2 separate regions of the Triticum aestivum genome follow, and region 1 is linked to region 2. Evidence: chromatin contacts called from public Hi-C data. All regions are on one chromosome and are shown on one strand. The core of a region is the stretch at or near the end of the contact, and the rest is flanking DNA. Distances in the headings are between cores, read along the strand shown. Region 1 has its middle 60 kb from the start of LOC123119600. Region 2 holds the start of LOC123119600 (nucleobase-ascorbate transporter 3).

Region 1 (3,563 bases), core at 668-3,167, 61 kb after region 2:
TACCATAGGACTCTTGCAGTGCAATTCAAACACGGTTTCCGTAGTAGCAATCTGGCCGACCGTGTGTCACAACTCAAGAGGAGAGAAACCACTCAAAAAAAAAGAGGAGAGAAGGTACACTTGTCACATGGGCTGCATCTGCTTATGAGTCTTCTGCTATCAAAAATAATCGTTTCAGTTGGCTACACGAACATGCCGATTACTAGCGAGAAAGTCTGTTTAAGCTATAAAAAGAACGAAAATAATAATTGAAGTGGGCAAAACATACACCGAGAAAATTGGATCATTTTTTGTGTAACCAGCGGCCTAATTAAAGTGCCTGTGTCCGTAAACAAGACGTCAGAGGTAGAGAAATTGACAAGCACTGATGATAAGGGATGTGGAGTAGACGCAAGGTCGAAAAGATTACCATAACACCTAATGCTAAGCTGATTGAATCATCATTCTGAAATTATATTACTACTCCATTCAATTTATATTACTTGTCGCTGCTTTAGCATAACGTTGTACTAAAGAAGTGATAGTATGGATCGAGGTCTTTAGGACATCTTCAGCGTTGACCCCCAAACCAAATACCATATCCATTCGCAGACGTTGATGTGGAGCCGGCCATCCAAAGTTATCCCCTAAATGTCCGCCAGATACGATTAATTCGAAATTCAAGCCCAAACACATAACGCCCGCCCGACCATAAAAAAAAGGCAAGTATGCATAATTTTTATTTGTCCAATCACAGAAAAATATCAGTCCGGCAGTCCGTGGAAAAATTGGATTTTTTGCCCTGCCGTACCGGCAATCCGAGCCTCCACTTTCACTCCATCGTCGCTGCCATCTCGGCCGCCTCCTTCTCAACCCTCTCCAACTGATCCTTCGTACGCTTCAACATCTTAAGACAGATGACTTGCACGTCATTCTTGCATCGCCATCCAAATTCTCCATCCTCAAGATCAACATCTTCGCGTCCTGTGAAGCAGTAGTGATCTCAATCTTTTTCTCTTCGAGCATGACCTTCTTTTCGAGTTTTATCTTCTTCTCAGCCGCCGTCATCAACATGTTAAACCTCTCGGCCTTGGATGCCTCCTTGACGTCGGAGCATTTGACGTATGCCTCTTCCTTTTCACCAAGATGTCGCCTTTGCCTGGGGTGGCGGTTTTGCCGTGTCTCCAAGTTAATCTTCCGGGTGAGCGTGATCGCTGGACCTCCACCACCGCCGTCTTCAGCGGCTTTTTTGTGCAGGTCCATGCGGCAGCGGTGAAAAAGCGCGAGAATTGGGTGGAAAGCAACGGGATGGAAGAGGAGTGTTGAGAAAGCGGGATTTTGTTGCGGAAATAGTGCGGATAGCTCCTTAGTTTTGGGTGGTCTGGGGTGTCGGAGTCCTACATGGCTCGTGTCCGGACTCCCCCAAACCCTCTTGGTTTGGTTCTGGTTTGCGGAAAAACGATGGTCCGGATTGGTCCACGGATTGATGAGGGATGCCATTGGATGGCTTGCGGAGTCCGAACAGCTAAGTGATGCGGGAGGTCTAGGGGTCGGCGTTGGAGATGCACTTAACACTTGATGGTGTTGCTACAAGGGACATGGCAAAGGAGGCTTAAAAGAGAGAGTGGTAGCAAAAGCCAATGCGCCTACCTAGCGTTTGATTGCTATGAATACAAATGCTCCTAGTGTGACAACACCTCAAAATTGGTTGGTGCGTATGTGCCTACTTAGTCTTTATTTGGTACCATCAATCGGAGATCGACATGACACTGGTGTACCCTTAAGCACTCGCAGCCACTAATTTGCCACTCACGCTGACGTGTCAAACGGTGGCATGCGCTCTGTCCAAATCAGAGAAGAAAGAGAAAGGAAAGAAACAGTGTGTGTGAAACCATGAGTCTGTGATGATACGTGTCTCTTGCGGACACGAGCTTTTAGAGCGGTCAGCGTCAGCTGTAGCCTTTCTTCTGCGCCTTTGGCAAACGTCCTTGTCTTACGTGATCTGGAGCTGGGACCTCGAAGCCGAAGGGGAAAAGATAGGGCGGCATTCAAGACCTTTTGGGCCTAATTCAAGAAGGTTCCTAGTTAAGCCTGGTACGAACTACTTACCCCCTTGGGCTGTTGGGCACCGCACCGATGTTCTTTCACTGACCTGGGGCTTTCCTAGTCCCAGAAGGGATACTTTTTTATTGCAAAATGTTCATCTTAATTCTACGTGTCACCACCACTTCTCTGTCTCGTTGTATGCCTTTCCTGAAGGCTAGGTTGAAGGGATGTACTAGTATTATGTTCTTATTATGAAAAATATGTTATTATGAAAAATATGTTCCATCCTGTATACATGACATATAGAAAGCGTTGATTATTCGTAAAGCTTGACAATGAATCTTCTTGATTGAGTTTTTTTAAGGTGATTTAAGTTTTTCTGATTTTCCAAATTCTCCAGGAACATTTTTTTAGTTGAGGGTAACCATTTTTCGCTACAGCCATTTTCGGAACAGTTAAGACTTCGAGGTAGCATTGTGAAGTGTCAATTCCGATTTAACGCTCATAGTGACAGTTTGTTGCTACAACGTTTCTTTGGCTAGTTTTCTATTTTTTTTCTTCCATTTTTCCTTTTCTTTTTCGGTTTTATGTAAAAAATGTTTTCAATGTTCTTTCCCTTTTTTTAATGTTTCTTTTTAAAAAAATATTTTATTCCCTTTTTTCGTCTCGTACTTCCCTTTCTTGTTCAGATTAAATACTAAAAAAATATAAGTGCGCTAACATAAATCTATGTCATTCCTGAACATTTTTAAAACATAATTTTTTATGAGTATGAACTTTTAGACATCATAAAAGAAGTTTTTTTAACACAGTACAAACACAAGCGCTCATATATACGCGCATATACACACCCCTATGAACGCACACACGCACACCCTACCCCTACGAGCACCTTCGAGAGACTGAGCTGGCATATCATCTTGAGATTTACGAAGTCTCCCACTGAAAGTGCATTTCGAAAATCCTGAAATAAATTCAGGAGTAATGCGAGCACCAGGATTTGAGCCCTGGTGGGCGGGGAATACCATTGTCCCTCCTATTTCAACTTGTTTTATGATGTCTGCGAATCAACCTGGTGGGCTGACCCTTGTAGCAACATGTAGTACCCTAGGCGAGCACTTATTCTAGACTTCATAGCATAAATAAACTTATTCTAGGCTTCATGATTTTTAGCGCTCAAAATCTAAAGAACGGTAGTTCTACTATTGTATTCAGCGCTTTTTATTTTAGTCAGATTATTGTCCCTTTTTATATCAACTGGTGTTTTCTACTTTAGAAAATCTCCAAGAATTTTAAAATATTCATGATTTTTTGAACTCTATTTTCTATAAAAAATTAATGAATTTCAAAGACTGTCCATTAATTTTTAAGAAAAATGTCATGGATTTTTCAAACTCATTATGAATTTAAGAAGTTATCCCTATATTTATAAATCATAAACTAAAAAATGGTTCTGAATTTCTGAAATATGTTTCTTAAACTTAGAAAATATTCAGCTGCTTTAATAAAAATAATAATTTTTAAATTATGACCATGGA
Region 2 (3,717 bases), core at 351-2,850:
CCATCTGCAAACCAAAATTAAAGATGCCTGAATCTGTAGGTAGTACTAGAAATCTGAGATTACATCGTCCTGTTTGCGCACAATCGAACTGTACACGAGGAAGCAAAAGAAAGTAAAAGCGGGCAGGGGAGTTAAAGAGGGGAGCCAGGATTGGATTCCGTACCCCAAGAAGGATTGGAGTGGACGCAGTAGTTGAGTTGGTTGAACTGCTCGTAGGGCTGGTGCATGGCGCCCGCGCCGACCGGAGCGTTCATCATGGGCTGCATCCCCATGGGCGGTGGCACGCCCACCGGCGGCGGCACCCCGGGCTGGTGGTTCATCTCGCCCATTGGATCAACACCGACTCAAGCAAGAACACTCTCTCGCCTTGGACCAGACCAGAAACTGCTGCACAGGAAGGAAAAACAATCAGGGGATGCTCTTGGGTCTTCACACCTTTGGCCCCCTTTTATGCGCGCAGTCGGGGGGCTTCGCATTGATTGCACAAATTTTTTAGCAGTGCACAAAACGGAATTTAGGGCATTTAATCAGTAGAGTAAACCAGTGCCAGGAATTGGAGGGTGGGAGTAACTACACTCCAAAGATTGCAGCTCTCGCCTCTCACAAGGGGATGAAAAAACGGCCACTTTGCCAGCAGCAGAAAGGTTGCAGAGGAGAAGAGAACACAGACACTCCAGCCTTGCAGCTGCTGCTTGTATCTTACCCTAGCTCACAAGAATTGACCACGACTCCATGGGCGACTCACTCACAAGCAAAGATGCAAATCTTGAGGGGAAAAAAGTGTAGTAGTATTATCCTACAGTTGGGAGGAAAGTGACAGGCAGAGAGAAAGAGAAACATCAACAAGATATGGCCGATGAGAGCCTCACTTGGGTGATTCCTGCAAGTTTGTCCCAAGAAGAATCTCCAAAGAAAATGCAGTGAAAAGGATGCAAGAAATAGAAAAGGCAACAAAAAGGCCTCACATCAGCACATTAAAATAAGGGACAGAAGCGAATCAAACCAAATACTACTCTGCACACGAAAAGCAGCAGGGGGCAAGAAAGAACTCACTCACCGAATTCAGAGGCTGGATTCTCTCCCACCTCCGGAAAGAAAGAGAGAAAGCGCCGGAAAATCTCCCCGGGGAGCGCAGAGAAAGGCCAAAAATTATGAGCTCCAAAAGCCTCCAGCCTTTATTTTCTTTTTTCCGTTTCTTCCTCTCCTTATCTCCTTTCTATGGCCGCCCTCCCGAGAGCAGCGCCAGCGGCAGCAGCGGCAACAGGACAAACGCGGGATTTTGTAATCTTGCGGGCAGCAGCAGAGGAAAAGGGATCGCGAGCTCGAAGGCCTCGCCTTCACTGCTGGTCTCTCTCTTCGTGAGCGCTCCGCTAATCGCACCAGCGGTAATCAGCGGAGGCGAGGGGGCGGAGAAGCTCGCTCGTGCGCCGCTAATGGAGGCCGAACAGTGCTGGCTGATGGGGCTTGGAGCCTTTGGCTGGATCTAGGTAGCTGGGGCGCATTAGAAAAATGATTGTTTTTCGAAAGTTGTATTGAATGCAACAGATTCCGAGGATGGGGAGGGGGGCTGCCGCAGCATTAAAATTGGATTGACGCGGGCGAGAGGTTCTTCTGCGCCGCTCGCTGCTTCCCCGAGTGGTGCTAGCGACTGTAGGTCCCATCACATTTGGCGGATGGGACAGCGATCTTCTACCAGGATTTTTCATCAGTCCGGATTTCTACGGTGTTGCTGCGTTCCTGGATAGACCACCTGCGAAAATCAGATTGCGCTAGAGAGCGCCTCCCGGGGCTCTTCGGGCAGTCCGATCTGCCCGGACGGCGCACCCGAATAGATGATCTCATGGGTCCATGACGGTGTACCGCGGGTGCAGCACACCCGGGTCACCGCCATGTGGTGGTTTCAGTTACCCTCGCATGCGCCCTCCCATGAGAGAAAAATAATCTGTGACGTCATAAACATCAGGTTCTTATCAGACCCTTTGCATCCATATGAAAACAACATACATTGAATTATACGCTGATTTTGTCATTTTTCTTGTACTGAAAGCAAGAGTGTCACACTCGATGACACTAGTAGATAAGACCAACAATAAGGAGCTTTTGACAAAACAGCGTCAGAAATTTCAGGTAGAGAACACGGCTTCAGATGTTGTGCAGTTTAGTTTCACTACTCAAGGTGGACGCAAAAAATTTGAGAAATGGTATAAAATATGTCCATGGTCCTTGAGTAGTGAAATTAAACTGAGCACCATCTGAACTCTTGTTCTCTAGCTGAAGCTTCTGATGTTGTTTCGCCAGGAGCTCCTCATTGTTGGTCTTGACTACTAGTGTCATCGAGTCTAGCACTCTAGCGTTCAGTACAAAAGAAGTGACAAATCGGTGTTAGATTTTATGCCTCAATCATAATCCAACGTATATTGTTTTCATATGGATGTCAAAATATCTCATAAGATCCCGATGTTCACGTCACCACGAATTCTTTTCCCCAGTGCTCCTTCTCAATCTTCTACCAGGATTTCGGTAGGAATTTCAACGATATTGCTGCATTCCTGGTACTACTACTAAAAAAAATACGTATAACTTGACTAGCACACTAGTTATGGTTGGATGAATCTTACAAGTGTTTCACAGGAATCAGCTCAATGTCTACGAGTTGGACTTTTTTATTTATTGTTTTTACTAACAAGGCATTTCTAGTTGAAAGGAAAAGCCATGTTTGAAAGACAAAAAAAAGTTCAGAATCTTGTAGATGTTGAATTGTTTCATCTAAAATCCTGTAAATATCAATAGTAGTTTCGTGTTCCTTTGAAAAGCCTATACGACTATATGAGGCACAACAATTTTGAAGGTTTTCAAATGCTCGAAATACGAAATATTACCATATTAGAATATGAACTAGGCCTTACTAGCTATTCGTTGGCTTAGTGGGGCTTCCAATTTTTTTCGATGTTTAACAAATCAAATTGTTTTGTCAAAACATTATGCATTATTCATTGCTTCATAGAAATCGATAACCAAAATACTACCATGTTGTTTAAAATCTGTAGAAAACAGATAACGTGACCATCAATTATGACTAGATGATGCTAGTAGAAAGCATGGAGCCAGTTCACATTGCCAAAATCAGATTACGCTAGAGGGCGCCTCTGGGGCTCTTCGTGTAGTCCGATCTGCCCGGACGGCGCGCACCCGAATAGATGGCCTCATGGGTCCATGACAGATGAACCGCGACGCAGCCGGGGCCACCGTCCTGTGGTGGTTTCGGCTACGCGCGCATGCGCGCGCCCTCTCATGGAGAAAAGAATTTGTGACGTTATAAACATTAAGATTTCATCAAATCTTCTATATCCATATGAAGACAATATAAGTTGAAATATTATTGGTGCACAAAGTTTGACGCCGATTTTGTCATTTTTCTTGTACTGAACACAAGAGTGGCACACTTGATGACACTCATAGTCAACACCAACAATAAGGAGCTCTTGACAAAATAACGTCAGAAACTTCAGGTACTACCTCCGTCCTGGTTTATTGGTTCTCTTCATAATTTGTATCAAATTTTGACCATAAATTTAACTAATAAAATATTAATGCATGTCATAAAAAATTATATTGTTGGATGATATAATTTTTTATGACATGCATTAACATTTTGTTAGTTAAATCTATGGTCAAAATTTGACACTAAATACAAAGAAGACAAATAAACCAGGACGG

What was found. A called contact is a pair of places that touch in the nucleus more often than the background predicts.
Region 1: a Hi-C map of leaf shows a contact between it and region 2, with 6 times the contacts expected there. The contact joins the enhancer-like site here to the promoter of LOC123119600 in region 2. A contact is called at or near these places in 2 of 5 Hi-C or Micro-C datasets (both in leaf).

Annotation. Positions count from the first base shown.
Region 1 is chr5D:84,484,869-84,488,431 of IWGSC CS RefSeq v2.1, forward strand. No RefSeq gene overlaps it. Among protein-coding and RNA genes, the nearest start is that of LOC123119600, 60 kb to the left of the region's middle. Within about 2 kb of position 1,918, at least 2 of the 8 cell types and tissues checked have an H3K27ac peak or open chromatin away from gene starts, as enhancers often do. A contact at or near this core is called in leaf, where this site is marked.
Region 2 is chr5D:84,424,566-84,428,282 of IWGSC CS RefSeq v2.1, forward strand. LOC123119600 (nucleobase-ascorbate transporter 3) reads right to left here and starts at 1,601. Exons shown (of 15, transcript XM_044539464.1): 1 at 1,058-1,601; 2 at 164-387. The coding sequence starts at 329.